Regions from separate parts of the Mus musculus genome. Here all the other regions are linked to region 1. Evidence: chromatin contacts called from public promoter capture Hi-C data. All regions are on one chromosome and are shown on one strand. The core of a region is the stretch at or near the end of the contact, and the rest is flanking DNA. Distances in the headings are between cores, read along the strand shown. Region 1 has its middle 49 kb from the start of Gm40746. Region 2 holds the start of Lum (lumican). Region 3 holds the start of Dcn (decorin).

The links. Promoter capture Hi-C pulls out the DNA fragments that hold promoters and counts their contacts.
Region 2: a promoter capture Hi-C map of embryonic stem cells shows a contact between it and region 1, with 7 times the contacts expected there. The contact joins the promoter of Lum here to the enhancer-like site in region 1. A contact is called at or near these places in 7 of 39 promoter capture datasets (the 3T3-L1 cell line, the C10 cell line, cranial neural crest and 4 more), 1 of 484 Hi-C or Micro-C datasets (embryonic fibroblasts) and 1 of 9 other capture datasets (liver).
Region 3: a promoter capture Hi-C map of hippocampal neurons shows a contact between it and region 1, with 4 times the contacts expected there. The contact joins the promoter of Dcn here to the enhancer-like site in region 1. A contact is called at or near these places in 6 of 39 promoter capture datasets (the 3T3-L1 cell line, cranial neural crest, hippocampal neurons and 3 more) and 1 of 9 other capture datasets (liver).

The regions. Positions count from the first base shown.
Region 1 is chr10:96,129,600-96,134,743 of GRCm38.p6, forward strand. It overlaps the pseudogene Gm48425. Among named protein-coding and RNA genes, the nearest start is that of Gm40746, 49 kb to the right of the region's middle. Within about 2 kb of position 2,727, at least 52 of the 459 cell types and tissues checked have an H3K27ac peak or open chromatin away from gene starts, as enhancers often do.
Region 2 is chr10:97,563,031-97,568,174 of GRCm38.p6, forward strand. Lum (lumican) reads left to right here and starts at 2,471. Exons shown (of 3, transcript NM_008524.2): 1 at 2,471-2,855.
Region 3 is chr10:97,476,622-97,481,765 of GRCm38.p6, forward strand. Dcn (decorin) reads left to right here and starts at 2,879. Exons shown (of 8, transcript NM_001190451.2): 1 at 2,879-3,168.

The sequences.
Region 1 (5,144 bases), core at 1,477-3,976:
TGACATCAGTAGCTTGTCCATAGGTTCCATATATTTTTGCCCATCTGTCTGGATGACATGGGTTGGATTGGATGAGTGCTTTTAGTATTATAGCCATACTGGGTGACAGGTTGGCTGTAGATACTGTAACCTGTGGACTCCATTTCTCTCCTAAGCGTATTAAAAATCAGCTACTTAAGGAAATCCTAAGAAATATATTTTTAGAATAAAGAGATGATTTTTCTTTAATATATATTGTATAAAGTTAAAATAAAGAATATATATTTATATACCTTATGAACATATAAAAACATAAATAATATAGTTGTATAATGTATTATATACTATATATTATTATATAGTTATATTGTTTATATTTATGTATGTAATATATTATGTATAATTATATATTATGTAATTATAGATATTATAACTATACATTACAATGGATAATATAAAGATATATAAAGAATACAGTGTATTTACGTTTCTTTAAGATACATGTATAAGATTATCTTTAAACACATATAAATATATTATATATAAAGATATAAATCTTATACATGTATAATAAAGATATATATTACATATAAAGACATATAAAATAAAAAATAAGGGGCTGGAGAGATGGCTCAGTGGTTAAGAGCACTGACTACTCTTCCAGAGGTCCTGAGTTCAATTCCCAGCATCACATGGTGGCTCACAACCATCTGTAGTGGGATCTGATGCCCTCTTCTGGTGTGTCTGAAGACAGATACAATGCACTCACATACAAAAAATAAATAAAACTTAAAAAAACATATCGTATATAATAAATATCTATATTATACATATATATGCATATTTATTATTATAGATTATAGTTTCTAGACCTAGCCAGGACTCCAGTGCTCTAAATGCTCTCAGGAGATCTGTGCTTTTTATATTTTAATGGAAGCAGCAATGAGGATATTTACTGAGGTTGGGGATATTTAAGGAGTGAGGCAGGGAAGGGGGCAGGTGTGGGAGATGCCTGGGGCCCCTCTGGTTGCAGGGCTGCCTATAGCCTGGTGGGGAAAGTGCAGCAGGTTGCTGTCAGTCCAAGGAGGTAGTTATGAGACTGTGGCTTAAGCATAGTGGTGGGGATCAGAAGTGGAGGAGGCTTATGAAACATTTTGGGGACCCCCCCCCCCCGAATAGCTGGAGGTGTTAAAGCTTAGAGCTAAGATCACCGTGGTTTTGCGTTTGTGTTATCCTGGCTAGGACCACTCAGGTGTCACGGCAAATCTAGACTTTCAGAGTTTGCGGTGATGGATACGATTGAGTTTTTGTCTTCATCAAGTCTAAATCTGTTCATTAGTTCTAAGATTTTGCTTGATTTGAAAGGACTGGATTTGGGGCCTCAGAAGATGAAGACATGTAAAATAAATTAAAGACATCAGAGTAGTAACTGTTTTGTTCTGTTTTCTGTTTGTTTGCTTTTCAAGACAGGGTTTGTCTAGGTAGCCCTGGCTGTCCTGGAACTCTATATGTAGACCAGGCTGGTCTCAAACTCAGAGATCCATCTGCCTCTGCCTCCTGAGTACTGGGATTAAAGGTGTGTGCTACTAACACATGGCACTATTAACCTTGACTATGAAATACACTTTAATACTGAAAACACTGAGGTGTAAACTGTTCATAGCTGCACTTTTAGCCTTGAGAAGATAACCTTATAAAAACCACAGAACCTCAACATTGAGGTGTGTAGGTAAATAGACCACAGAAGTTGCTTCCTGTCTAGTTCCTCAATCGCTCTTTGATGTTAAGGTGAACTTAAAGGTTTTGTTACTTGGAGGTCAAGGTGAGGCTGTGCTGTCCTGTAGTGTAGTCATGACCGTAACAGTGATGGGCGCAGACTGATGACCATTGAAGTTACTGCATCCGAAGCTTCGAGTGCCCGAGCTCTAGTTCCCTCTGTAACAGGTTCTTAACCCCATTTTACAGACAAGGAAACCAGGACTCAGGATTTTGTTGTTCCCTATTTTTATTTTCCCCAGGCAGGGTCTTGTGAGTCCATACTGGAGTCTAACTAACTATCTAGCAGAGAATATCCTTGAACAAGAGGGTAGCCTCTTGCTTCCATACCCTGGATGCTGGAACAAAGGGCCAGCATCACCACACAGCTTCCCAGCTCAGAAGGTTTAAATATCCCAAGGCTACAAAGCTACAAGATGATGGAAACATGATTTGAAATACATGATTTGAAATTTGACTGCTGCAAAGCTCACATGTCAAAGGCAGGGGAAGGTGAAATGGTTAAGGCTTAAATCAAGGTAAAACCATGGGCAAAATGTCGAGAGTCCTAGCACGGGACTGCGGTTCAGCATAAGGCTGTGAAGTTCCTTTCTTAGCTCAGTCATAACAACCAGACATGGCAGGCAGAGAGCACTTTGTGTGCACTGCCTTTTGATTCTAACGGCAGCCTAGAGGAGCTACTACAGTGCCCGTTACACAGACAAGGCAACTGAGGCTGTAAAGACAGTTTGGTAAGTTTCAACTAGCGTCTGTTTGGCTCCAAGCGGTGCTCACGAATGTAAATTATCTTTTGACCGACCGACGTGACTTCTGTTTTTCCTGACGAACCACGGTGTCTTTTCAAAAACCGGGTTTCTCTTTCTGTCCCTGTTCCCAAGTCTTTTAGGTTGCCTGTGACCACTTTTGTAGCCCCAGCTTCATTATCCAGGTTCACACCGGAGGATCCACATGGTGGCACTGTAACCTCACACAGTTAAAACATGAGGAAAAAGGAGGAAAAAAAAAAAAACCCACTTGTTTCCACTGCACTAGGCAGGCCAGACTCAAGTCTGACAGACAGTCATGGACAGGCAGACTGGCCTTAATTAGACCGGCTTTAGCATTCTACCCTTTCTGGTTACAGACACACAGAACGCATTCTCCTCCAGCTACACCCAGGAGTGAAGATTCCAGAGACCCCATGCCCAATGGCAGGGTGTTGATCCTAACTAATATCACAACATCTAAGAGCACACCACCAAGACCTCTCCAAAGCCAGGAAATGCATGACTATCCCTTTCAAAATATTTTTTATCTGACTCTCATAAGCCCCTATCTCTTTAGACTTTCTGAAGTGGTGGGCTTTCTGAGAGAACAAAAGGAGGGAAAGACAGACAAATTAGGGAGAAAGGAAAAGGATCAACTCTCTGCATACATGACATTAAGTGCAGTACCCAATATCCCCAGACACACTTCCTTATGCATGGGAAGGCTTACCCAGTTTCTGTCTTGCAGGCTGTAAGATATATTAAAGGTATAAATTCATGATGTATCTTTAGGTGTTTGGTGATGCAAGCTGTTTCTTCAGTACTTTGCTTTCTTTGCTTCCAACTAAGAAAAAAAAAAAGACCAAGATCCTTCCATGTCACAGGAGGGAGGAAGACTTTCCAAGAGGGCAGATCTATAGACAAAGAGAAATCTTGCCAGTCTAGGAATGTAAAAAAAATATGCATAAGGTTGATGGAACAAAAATATTTTTACCCAGATGTAGCTGTCTCTTGTGAGACTATGCCGGGGCCTAGCAAACACAGAAGTGGATGCTCACAGTCAGCTAATGGATGGATCACAGGGCTCCCAATGGAGGAGCTAGAGAAAGTAGCCAAGGAGCTAAAGGGGTCTGCAACCCTATAGGAGGAACAACATTATCAACTAACCAGTACCCCGGAGCTCTTGACTCTAGCTGCATATGTATCAAAAGATGGCCTAGTCGGCCATCACTGGAAAGAGAGGCCCATTGGACAGGCAAACTTTATATGCCCCAGTACAGGGGAACGCCAGGGCCAAAAAGGGGGAGTGGGTGGGTAGGGGGTGGGTGGGTATGGGGGACTTTTGGTATAGCATTGGAAATGTAAATGAGCTAAATACCTAATAAAAAATGGGAAAAATAAATAAATAAATAAATAAACAAATTAATAAATAAAAATATTTTTATTTGTATATTTTTAAGTCTTTTTGAAGTAGATAGCAACCAGAGAGAATCATGCTTTTCAAGATAAGTGGCAAGATTCACACTCATGACTGCTTGTCTTAGGAAGAGTCTTCAGGGCCAGTTTCATTTTAAAGATTTGGGGAATCACTCTACCCAGATGCCTGAGTTGTCTGCACATAGGCTGGCATGAGGAGCCTTCATGCTTTTGTTTGAAATCCAGTCAGCTAGTTTCTGGCTTTATGACTTCGGCCCTGCAGCTATCTCTAACTCACCCATGTGCCACATGCATCCCAGGATAACTTAATGTGGCCCAGCACAAAATTATGCATTTACTTAAAACATGAGAATTTTCTCAAAAATAACATAGTTATGTAGTTCTCAAGGATGAACTTTCTAGATGAGAAAGTCATGTTGCAATGTCAAGAGTTTGGACCCATCTCACAAAGCCTGTTCCTCAACCCAAGTTCTTTCATCTGAAAAATGGGCATGAATACAGTAGCTCCTGTTTTACAGGTTGTTGGAAGATTGTGTAGAAATCTAGCATATGGCAGGCCCTTAATAAACACTTAATAAATGTGCCCCGTTATAATAATAAGAGTCCTGATCATGTTCGATACTGCTCAAAGAACAATGAAGAGACAGAAGAGAGAGCTGATCTGGCTTGGAGCTTCCCCAAAATAAGGCTCAGGTCTTTTCAGGGCTCTAGCTCTATGCTTGGACCCCCTTAGAGATGAAGGTGACTTCCTTTATATTTATATAGCATACTTGGTGGCCAACAGGCCATCTATAGACAGTATGAATGAGGCATTAGTAGGACACTGAGGTCACAGACTCTCTAGTCTTGATGGGCTCCTGAAAAGATGTTTCATCAAATGGTGGCATTTCTTGACAACAATTTTGACCCCTTGGTTTCCTGTTTCTTCCTGTTTGGAGTAATACTCAGGTTTAAAATGAAGTAACCTATTGCTGTCTTCCCAGCCTTCTCTCACAGAGCTGAGAATGGTTACGGAAATCCCTGTGCTGTCTAGACAGCAGACTGGGTCACATCGGGACCTTTTTGAAAGGCAGCTCTCAGTTCCCCACCCCTGCCACCTGCTGAGTCTGGGATGCTGAGGAAGTAGCTGCTAGTGGTTTGTGCTCAACACAGCTTGGGATGATGATTCTTAAACCTGACACTTCTTCCGCTAACCCCAAAACAGAG
Region 2 (5,144 bases), core at 1,221-3,720, 1.4 Mb after region 1:
AGAATTCTAGGCCTTTAGGCCCAGGCTTGGGAATGTGGCCTTTGTAAAGGTATGCTAATCATAAAAGAGATAGCGACATTCCTCTACCCACCCGCTTCCTGGGTTCAAAGAGTGCTCATTCAAAGAAAGTCACCCAGAACCTGCAATGCAAATGTGCTATTGTTAGAGGCTCTTAGAAGCTGTCTTGAGAGTTAACAATTACCAGGTATTCCTTGTGACTCTTGTAACTTTACACTTCCTTGTGACTCTTAACTGGTATCTTTGGTATCTTTCAACAACGCCCTCCCCACTTCCTTGAGTTTCGGTTTCTTCCTTTAAATACCCCCTTACCCAGCTACTCGGGGCGCCACGGTCCTCTACCCCTGCGTGGTGTATGACCATGGGCCCGAGAGCGCTCTTGAATAAAAATCCTCTTGCAATTTGCAGCAAGACCCGTTTCTTGTGGGTGATTTTGGGGTGTCGCCTCTCCTGAGTCAGAACGTGGGGGAGTCCTCACGTTGTGGGTCTTTCACCACAATATTCTTATAAATAATAATAATTATTTTTATTAATAGTAATAGTTATAACAATAAATCACACTTAAAAATCTTTCGATTCTGTCAGTTTCAAGCAAGGATAAAACCATCTTTTGTCTTTCAAAAGTCCCATTGGCTACCTTCCTCTAAAAACGGTCTTCCCTACATCTCATGTCATATATACATTGTATAAATATGTATTCACATATTTTTAAAACTTGAATTCCATATATGCAATGAATGTAAGGCATTTATACTAGTGTGAACTTTCCAGGTGAATAAGGTCATGATTATTGACTTGTACCCCTCTCAGGTCTCACTATTAACATTTGAAACACTGGATATGTACTCTGATTTTTGTTTCATTTACATTGTTATGTTGAGATGGGGGTCTCATGAATCCCAGGCAGGATTCAATACACTATGTAGTTGAGGATGAACTTAAATTCCTGCTCTTCCCGTCCCTACCCTTCAAGCACTGGAATTACCTACCTCTGTGTGTTATCACATCTAGTTTATCTGATGCTGGAGATTGAACCCATTTCTTTATTAATGCTACGCTGTACCAACTGAGCTGTGTCTCAAGCTATCTTTAAAGGAAAATAACTAAAATGTAGAACCTATACTGAAACAGCTTGCTCTAAGAGTTTTATAGAATAGGGAACAAAACACCCATGGAAGGAGTTACAGAGGCAAAGTTTGGAGCTAAGATGAAAGACTGGACCATCCAGAGACTGCCCCACTCGGGGATCCATCCCATAATCAGCCACCAAATGCAGACACTATAGCCTATGCCAGCAAAATTTTGTTGAAAGGACCCTGATATAGCTGTCTCTTGTGAGGCTATGCCAGTGTCTGGCAAATACAGAAGTGGATGCTCACAGTCATCTATTGGATGGAATACAGGACCCACAATGGAGGAGCTAGAGAAAGTACCCAAGCAGCTGAAGGGGTCTGAACCCTCTAGGAGGAACAGCAATATGAACTAACCAGTACCCAGAGCTCATGTCTCTAGCTGCATATGTAGCAGAAGATGGCCTAGTCGGCCATCACTGGGAAGAGAGGCCCCTTGGTCTTGCAAACTTTATATGCCCCAGTATAGGGGAACATCAGGGCTAAGAAGTGGGAGTGGGTGGGTAGGGGAGCAGGGCTGGGGGAGGATATAGGGAACTTTTGATATAGCATTTGAAATGTAATTTAAAAATATCTAATTAAAAAATAGAAAGTGAATATTTTAAAATAAAAATATACCCTATAAATATATATAATCTTCTCAAGTAATTAAAGCAATAAGGGCTTGAATAAATTACTCATTTGCTACATTACATACCAGAAAGTGAGTTAGAACACTCTATCAAGCCAGGCCTTTGGACAGACCACAACTTTGGGTGCCTTCCACCTTGGAAAAAAAGTCAGAATAGTCTGGTAACAGAATGAAAAAGATTAGTGACTTGTGATATTTTTAGGATATATTTATGTTATCTTTGTTCTGCTTTTTTTGGCTTTAAAGTATAGAATATAATCTTCAAGTAGGGTTTTGAGTGAGTTCCTGAGGAAATCCACAAATGAAAAACAGGTCAGACCTTGGCTGAGTGGTTCCAGATCTGAAGAACATGAGAAAGAGTTTCCTCAACATGACAAGCTAAAGAAGACATTCACCCTATCAGTTGTCTCAACGTGTATATGAAGCGCTGCTCACAGTACAGAAATGAATGCATCCTTAGGACAAAGAGCAAGCTAACCCAAGTGAATCAAATAAGTAATCCAAGAGGGGTGGCCAAAAAAAAAAAAAAAAAAAAAAAAAGACTCAGTTCCTTTGCGTGTGCTCATTTGCATTTTCCTGAGATTCTTTGCTCTGTTTGTGATTTATGAGGTCTTTACAGGAGCACAAGACTTGGCTGAGCAGATCACAGTTCACCGCCACCACACATGCAGAAGTTCAGAAGTTTGCAGCAGAAACCCTCTCACACCGAACTGCCTCATTTGTAGCAAGCTCGATTCTTAGGGGTTTAATCCAGTAAAGTACTTCTCTCTCTGTCTCTCTCTCTTCCCCCAACCCCGATTCCAGAGTGGAAGGGTCTGTTTTGTCCACCTGCACTTCGTTAGAGAGAAGCTTGCTCAGAGGCAACACCACAAGAGCCCACAGTGACATAACTTCATCCAGAGGCTGGCGTGATTGGGCTGGTCCCCCCCCCCCACCCCCCACGCTCCTCAGCTCTTGTATCACTGAGACTCTGGCAGCCAGTCCCACCCTGACAGAGTTCACAGCATATGTTAGTGGATTCTTGTTCACAGTGTGCCTGTTTAAGAAATTAACGGAAACAGTGTCAAGAGAGTAAGGTAAGTGCTTTTTTTTTTTTTTTTTTTCTTACTATACCCCAGGGGATGCTGAGTCTTGGGGACAGTGTTTAATTTTAACAGGAACAGGAAAAAAAAAGATCTAGAGGAATTTTGCCAATTTGCTATTCAATGACAGTTTTGAACATTTATTTTCACATTTTACCTATTATACTTTCCATCACTATTGGATTAATTTCACTCTGTATGCCAGACTGATTGGCAAGGGAAATTTAAAACGTTCCAAGGTTGCAATGAAAAAAAAAAAAAAAGTTAGACACTCAAAAACGTACAGAAATTAAAATGTTATCTATGCTAATTAGCTACATATTGTTATAATGTTGAAATCTAGTATTGAGACAGAAAAAGGCCACTACCACCAGCAGCAGTCAAGGGGTTTTGCAATAAAATATGTTGTTACAGGTCGCAATAAACATTCTGGGTTATAAAATGTTAGCAGGAGGACTCAGTTACTTGTGTGGATCACTTCTCCGTGTTTTGCTCATTTTAAAGATCTGTGGTTTTGGATATACACCTTAAGGTACATGTTTTTAAAAGTTTCTGGGAAACAATTTACATTTTTGCAGAAAAGCATTTCTTTCATGACCAGAGGTATTTAAAAAAGTAGGGGCCGAATGTATGACTTACCCTCACAGAGGAGGCATTGTATGTTCACAAGGTTGCTTTGATTTCAGACTGTTAAGTTTTACTTTGCCAAAACTGTGGAATAAATTTTTGTTAGTATGCATATTCCATTTAAAAAGTCAAAACTTAAATGAATCAACAGATTCATTTATGTGATTATGTACTGTTACTGTGTTCCTAGTGCTAGGCAGGGCAAATCCTAACTATTCAATTAAAAATTCCCATCAGAATCATGGGCAAGGGCATAATTTATTAGCATTGTGACTGTATCTGAGGTTAGAATTTCAAGTGTATCTTTCATAAAATCTTTTTCAATGTTTCTTTTCCTGAAGTCTGTCATGATTCTAAGCTAAAGCAAAGCATATATATTTAAAATGCATGGTCTCCCAACTTCTACTTCCTCCAAATTACCTGATGCAAATGCTTGTCTCATATTATTTGCATGAAATATCATGCAATGCAGGGTGTAATTGAATGTGGATTCTCTTCATGTTGTTTCACTCACAGGAACATGGGCTTTCTTACAATGCATTCTGTGATTCCCAACTCTTAAGTTCTAGCCTTCTTTTATGCAAATGGCTAGCTTTTCTCTGAATTTCGAATCATTGTTGAATCTCATCTTAGAAATATGTTATGTGAAAATAACTACCAGGAAATTTTTTGAACTTACACTCTCAGCACACATTTCATGAAGCCAACATCACTATTATTTTATTTTTGTTTTGTCTTTTATTCCCTGCCTTCTCCTGCCTCCACTTTCTGAAGGCACTAAAATCTGCATTAGCAAATCATGTTACCTTACAGTTGGCACAAAGAAGATGAACTCATGATTTAAAATGGAGAAGGACTTAGCTTTTAAAGTTGGAGAGAAGGTTATTTTCGTATAATTGGTATCCTTTTTGGTTTGGATATAAAAGCCAACACTGTCTGACGTTTCCCTGTTGGGTAAATATTTGTTCTTCTAAAATTAATTTACTAAATACTAGCTTCAGATACAGCTTCCAATGGATTTTAAAGCAGGGGATGTTAAGCTGCAAATAATGTAAACATCCATCTAAGAATTCAACCCCCTTTCCCCAGAATCCACAACAATAACAAGGCCCCTTGAAAGGAATGCGCTTATTGCCTCTTCTACCTCACAAGCAGCAAGAGCAGTTTGCCTCAGGGCAAAACCACAGATTGCCCCTGCACCCACTTAGGATCTCTCTAATGAGACATTTTAATGATGTTGATGGCAGAATATACGGAGGAATTTCCTGTTGTCTTCTAAGTGTCCTTTCTTCTGGATTAGGGGATATTCTTAAATAGGGTTTCTCACATTGTGTGAGATGGTGCCACCAGGAAATACCCTGACTGATATATCGATTAAGGAAGTATCAGAAGACAGGGCCTAAAAATTTGGAAGCCAGACCACAAGGGGGCGCATGCGTACACACCTGAAACCTGTTTCCACCCAAAGGTGTGAACAACACGCCCCCCCCCCCCCCCACACACACACACCCTCCCCTTCCCGGCAGCCTTCTCCTTATACTTAAATAGAAAGTTTCAAAGGGCAGTGAAGACACTATTTTGGAGGCACTGAAAATGAAATGAAAAAAAAAAAACGCACTTTGTTAATGAATTTAATGAAAATTGAACTTTTTTTCC
Region 3 (5,144 bases), core at 1,629-4,128, 1.3 Mb after region 1:
GTGGGCTGTCGGTGGGAATCACGGTGTGAGTGGCTTTTGCAACATCTGTGGTATTCACTCTGAACCAGAATATTTCACATATCTAAATTCCCATGGTTTCAGAAAATCCAACCCTCACATTGCAGCCCGGGGTAGGGGAGCTTAAGCTATCTCTACAAAGCACCGTCTCCTGCCTCCGAGTCACTTTTTTTTTTTTTTTTTAAGATTTATTATTTTATGTATGTGAGTACGCAGCTGCTCTTTTCAGACACACCAGACGAGGGCATCAGATCCCATTACAGATGGTTGTGAGCCACCATGTAGTTGCTGGGAATTGAACTCAGGACTTCTGGAAGAGCAGTCAGTGCTCTTAACCACTGAGATCTCTCCAGCCCCCCTGAATCACTCTTTACGTTACAGTGCAGACACTTGAGACCCATGGACGGTGTCCTGACTTTGCTTTTACTTAACTGTATATGACTGTGTGATGATCCTATGTTTTTGCACCTAAAAAAAAATGAAAAAAAAAGAACCATATACTTGATATAACACTTATATATAACAGCTGTTCATAAATGAAGCTTGATAAATGTGAAGAAACTTAAAAGTTGTCATTAAATTAAAAAAAAAACATTACATAGGGAAAGCATTTGTCTCTATATATCCTTAAACAAGGTTTACGAACTATTAAAACTTTTTAAATATTGGGTGATTACAATGATGATTAAAGTGCCTGTGTGTGAGTGTGTGTGTGTGTGTGTGTGTGTGTGTGTGTGTGTGTGTGTGTGAGTGTGTGTGTGTGTGTGTGTGTGTGTGTGTGTGTGTGTGTGTAATATGTGGTTGAGGCATTGACTCTTTACTTCCTCCTTTACCTGGCTTCCAGAGGTTCAACGCTGATTGACAGGCTAGGAGCTGTAAGTACCTTTGTCTTCTAAGCTGTCTCTTGGGTCCCGGTATTGAACTTGTGTGCAGTTTTGAAAATGAGAAGGCATCGTATCTTAGAGATTTAACAGTAACTCTTCCTGTGTGTGTGCTCATTCTCCTTATGATGAAGCACAGCTATGTAACCTGGATTCAGAATTAGAATCTCTGGGAGCTGCCTTGTGCTTTGGGTCTTACTTAGCTTCATGGGCAGGGAGAGGTCACTGGTTCTCAATTTTTATATTTTCAAAACAGGAGGAGCAACTCTTCTTGGCTAGTTCAATTGTAAACTATATAACACACCAGAAAATAATGGAAAGTAATATTTATGGCGCACTTATACTGAAAGTAAGTTGAAATAAATTTGTTCTATACATTGTCTGCTTTCAAGCTCCATCTAAGACTAACCACTGAGTTACGTTTTCTATGTATTCCACAGGTGCAGAGACTGAAGCTTGGGGAGGTTAGGGGAGTTGCTTTAATTCCTAAACCTGTCATCAAAGGGAAGAACCCAGATATGAACTTTAAACCTAACAGCCCCACCAGTAAAAATTCAAACTAATTTATATGCATCTTTTGTTTCCTCTTGCCAACTTTATTCTACTTTTCTTTCCTATTTCTTTGCTTTCATCTCCTGTCTTATTCTACATTAGGCAATGACTGCTGCCACAATTTGTCCTGACTCACTAGAGTGAAGTTCAGTGTTGCTAAGAAACAAATCATCGATTAAGAAAGACAATGACTATAGTAACTGTGTTAGAGGGACTATGTGTGTTTTCTGGGAGTGAGGCAATGAGCAAGGAGTTATCGCATGTCAGAAGAAACTTATAAATACAAGCAACATTCAGAGGAGAAAGTCAATTAGTGCCAGAAGAAAGGGCATGTTCCTTACACCAATGTCAGCGAACACTTGGACTCAACAGAATCACTCAGCATGCTTCGACTCTGCAAGAATGGAGTGTGTGGAGGGAGAGGTTAAAAGACAGGCAGTTAGACTTGGGAAAGAAGTCAAAATAAGTCTAGCTACATCCTCCCCCTCCCTCAGATTCCCTCTCAAGAATTTAATTCCTTCCAGCTCCATAAAAATAAAAAAATATTTCCTGTCAAAGCATGCACTTAGGTGGGTAAAGGAAGGATAGGGGGAATCTCCTCCTTTTTCATAGATGGTGGCTTCAAGTCCCCACCTGATCAGAGCCTGGAGGCCTGAGCAGAAAAATGCGAGTCAGAACCTGGGAAGGCAAACAGAGCAACCCACAGCATCCAGAGATGGAATTATAAAATCTCCAAAAACTTTCTTCACTGCCTGAATAAACATGTTACTCAATTTGCACTTTCTTCTCCTCCCCCTGCCTATTTACTGAAATTTAAAAAGAGCCACAGAAAGTCCTAATTACATAAGGGACCCATCTATAAAAATTATTATTTTTTTCTTTACTTACAAACTAAATCTTATTGTAATCAGTGTCTAGTTTCTATGTGTTTTATTCAACAACAGCAGCAAAGAATAGACAGTAAGGAAGTTTTTGAAGCCGTAGGTAATGAAAATAATAAACAACATATTTTCCAGATTAAATTCTGGCTTTGTCCCAGAACACCATAGAAATGCATTCAAAATGCACAGAGAACTCCAGAGCACTTGAACTTCAGAGCCCAGGAGTAATTCTATGGAAGTCTAATTAGTCTTCTCTGCAGACCACATTTAAAAAAGCTTTAGGATTAATGCCATTCCATTTTCCAGACCCACACATCTCCAAAGCAAGGGGGAAAAAAGTCATTTCAGAAGGATAATAAATACTACTTACAAACAAGACTGGAAAGGGTGGAGACTGGAATGGGGTTGGGGGTGGGGAGACAAATTCTTCAGTTACAATCTTTTAGAAAAAAAAAAAAAAGACAAATTTCAAATCAAGTTGCTCCACTAGACTACAAAAGCAGTTTGGAATGCTGGGCGGATGCAAAGGGATAAAGCAAATGTGGAGGGGGAGGGAGAAGGGGGCCGATAAAGTTTCTGGCTACAATACAAGAGACGTATCATTACCATATGATCTAATGTGGGTGTCAGCTGGATGCGCTCACGCAGTGAAACCTTAGTTCTTAACTGTGCTATGGAGTAGAAGCAGGAGGTTTTCAACCCAGTGACAGTCACAGGGCAGCACCACCCCCTCCTCCTTCTTTCCACACCTGCAAACCCTTTTGCCTGGGCTGCATAGTTAGTGTTAATTACATCGCAGCTTTGAGGGCTCCTGTGGCAAATACCCGGATTAAAAGGTATGGCTTTCAATAATTGTCCTGAACTCTGCTACAGGCTAATAAAGCTTCTGTCAAGTGGAGGGCAGAAGAAAATATCTGGTGAGAAAAAGGAACGAGAAGGAAGCTGTGCTAAACTTTTAGTAATCTTTAGACAACGTTAGAAATGAATTGCTTGAAAACAGAAGTTAAGTACTCGGTAAAACAAACAAACAAAAAGGCAAAACTGTTTGAATGCATTGGTTTTGTGCTCTTGCTTCTGTTCTTGCAAATATGCTTATTAAAAACTTGTAACCTAACACCATGACTTGTCTATATTGGTAGTTTTGTGTTTGTACTGATGAAATGCTTTGCTCTTTATAAACTGTCAGCAGAAAAGCATTCGTAACTAGCATATTGCTTGTGCCTAAATTAGGTATTTAAGGGTTTCTTCTCGTGCTGTGTTCTTGCATACTTCACAATCTTTAAAACATCAGCAAGACAAGTCTCTGGCTGTAGAAATATAATGCCTACTTCTGCAACACCAGAAATGAATAGGAATTATTACCAGAAAGGTGAAAAGGAACACAGGAAATATTTATGATGTTAAAGATCTGAGATAATACAGCTGCAGAGCTCTTTGGTTATAAATGTTTCTGTCAATATTTTCGATGCAAATTAACCTTTCTTATGAGGTGCATTCACTATGAGGTGAGGGTGGGGGTTGATTCTCATTTTAACTTAAAGCAGAGTAAGCAGAGGACCACTGGTTACGTGTGCCCCAGTGTGTGACTCCAGTGATCTCTGTGCCTGTGGCTTTTTCTTCCTGCAGCTGCTTATTTTAGCAGACCTCTCCAAAAGAAACATAGGTTTTATTGTAGTTCTTGTTTGTGGACAAATGTATTTTTATTGCTTGTATTTTAATTATTCCTATTGTTACTGAAGTTTTAAATTCACCTTAAAATGAGGGATTTACAGATTCACTTCATACATACGTGTTAAGTTTTAACTCTGAAACACCTAACAACAGTATAAGTATGTTTATACAAAAGTTAACCTGGATGAAATAGCTAAGTAAATAAAGAAAGATTGTTTTGGGGCCAGACAGATTACTTTTGGTGAGACATTTCGGAACTTAAACAACTCTTTTTAGTGGAAAAATGGCTTTACAAATATTTGAGAGGAACAGTTTCTACAAGATATAGTGTTGCTTCAGTCACAACCTGTTCGTTTGTAAATTGTTTTTTGTTGTTCTAGTTGCCATTTATAACAAAAGGAAAAAAAAACAAACAAACAAAAAAACAAAACAAACAAACAAAAAAAAAAACACTGAAGAAATGTTGAGGACCAGTGACTCTTAAGATTTCTCTTAAGTTAATTGCTCTAAACACGCTGGATCTTTGAGTAGTATAAAAAATATTTTAAAAGAAATTTCATGGGAGAACTGGAAGAAAATTTATAAGCATTTTTTTAGGATAACAGAGTTCAAAAACATGCATATATGCATGCACACTTGCACATATACACACATACACACATGAGAGAGAAAGAGAGAGAGAGAGGGTATTAATGAAGTGGTATGCAGTCTGGCTGTATCAGGCTTTAGTCTAAAGGAAGATTGAGCAGAGAATTTGTCCTATTTTAACAAGGTAAACACATATAAAGAAAGATGGTGTTCCTCAGAGCCTGGGCTCAACATTTCCTTTTTAGGGTTGATAGGGAAGTCACCAGGCATGTCTGCTTTGGAGCGTAGATGACAAAGAGACATCTCCAGAAATGCTCCTTATTCTTATTAAATCTGAGATTACGTTGTTTCATTTCTTTTCTTCTCCTAAAATTACAAGGCATTAAATATGCAAGTCCAGCAAACTTGTGGTAAACCATAAACATTCTATTTTAATGTGAAGCAGTCTTCTCCTTTACTGCAATCCAAATAAACATCCCTAAACAATAACCTCCCTTTAAGAGCAGCTGAGTGGGATTGGGTTACTAGAGGACACTTGCCCTTGAACTTGGGG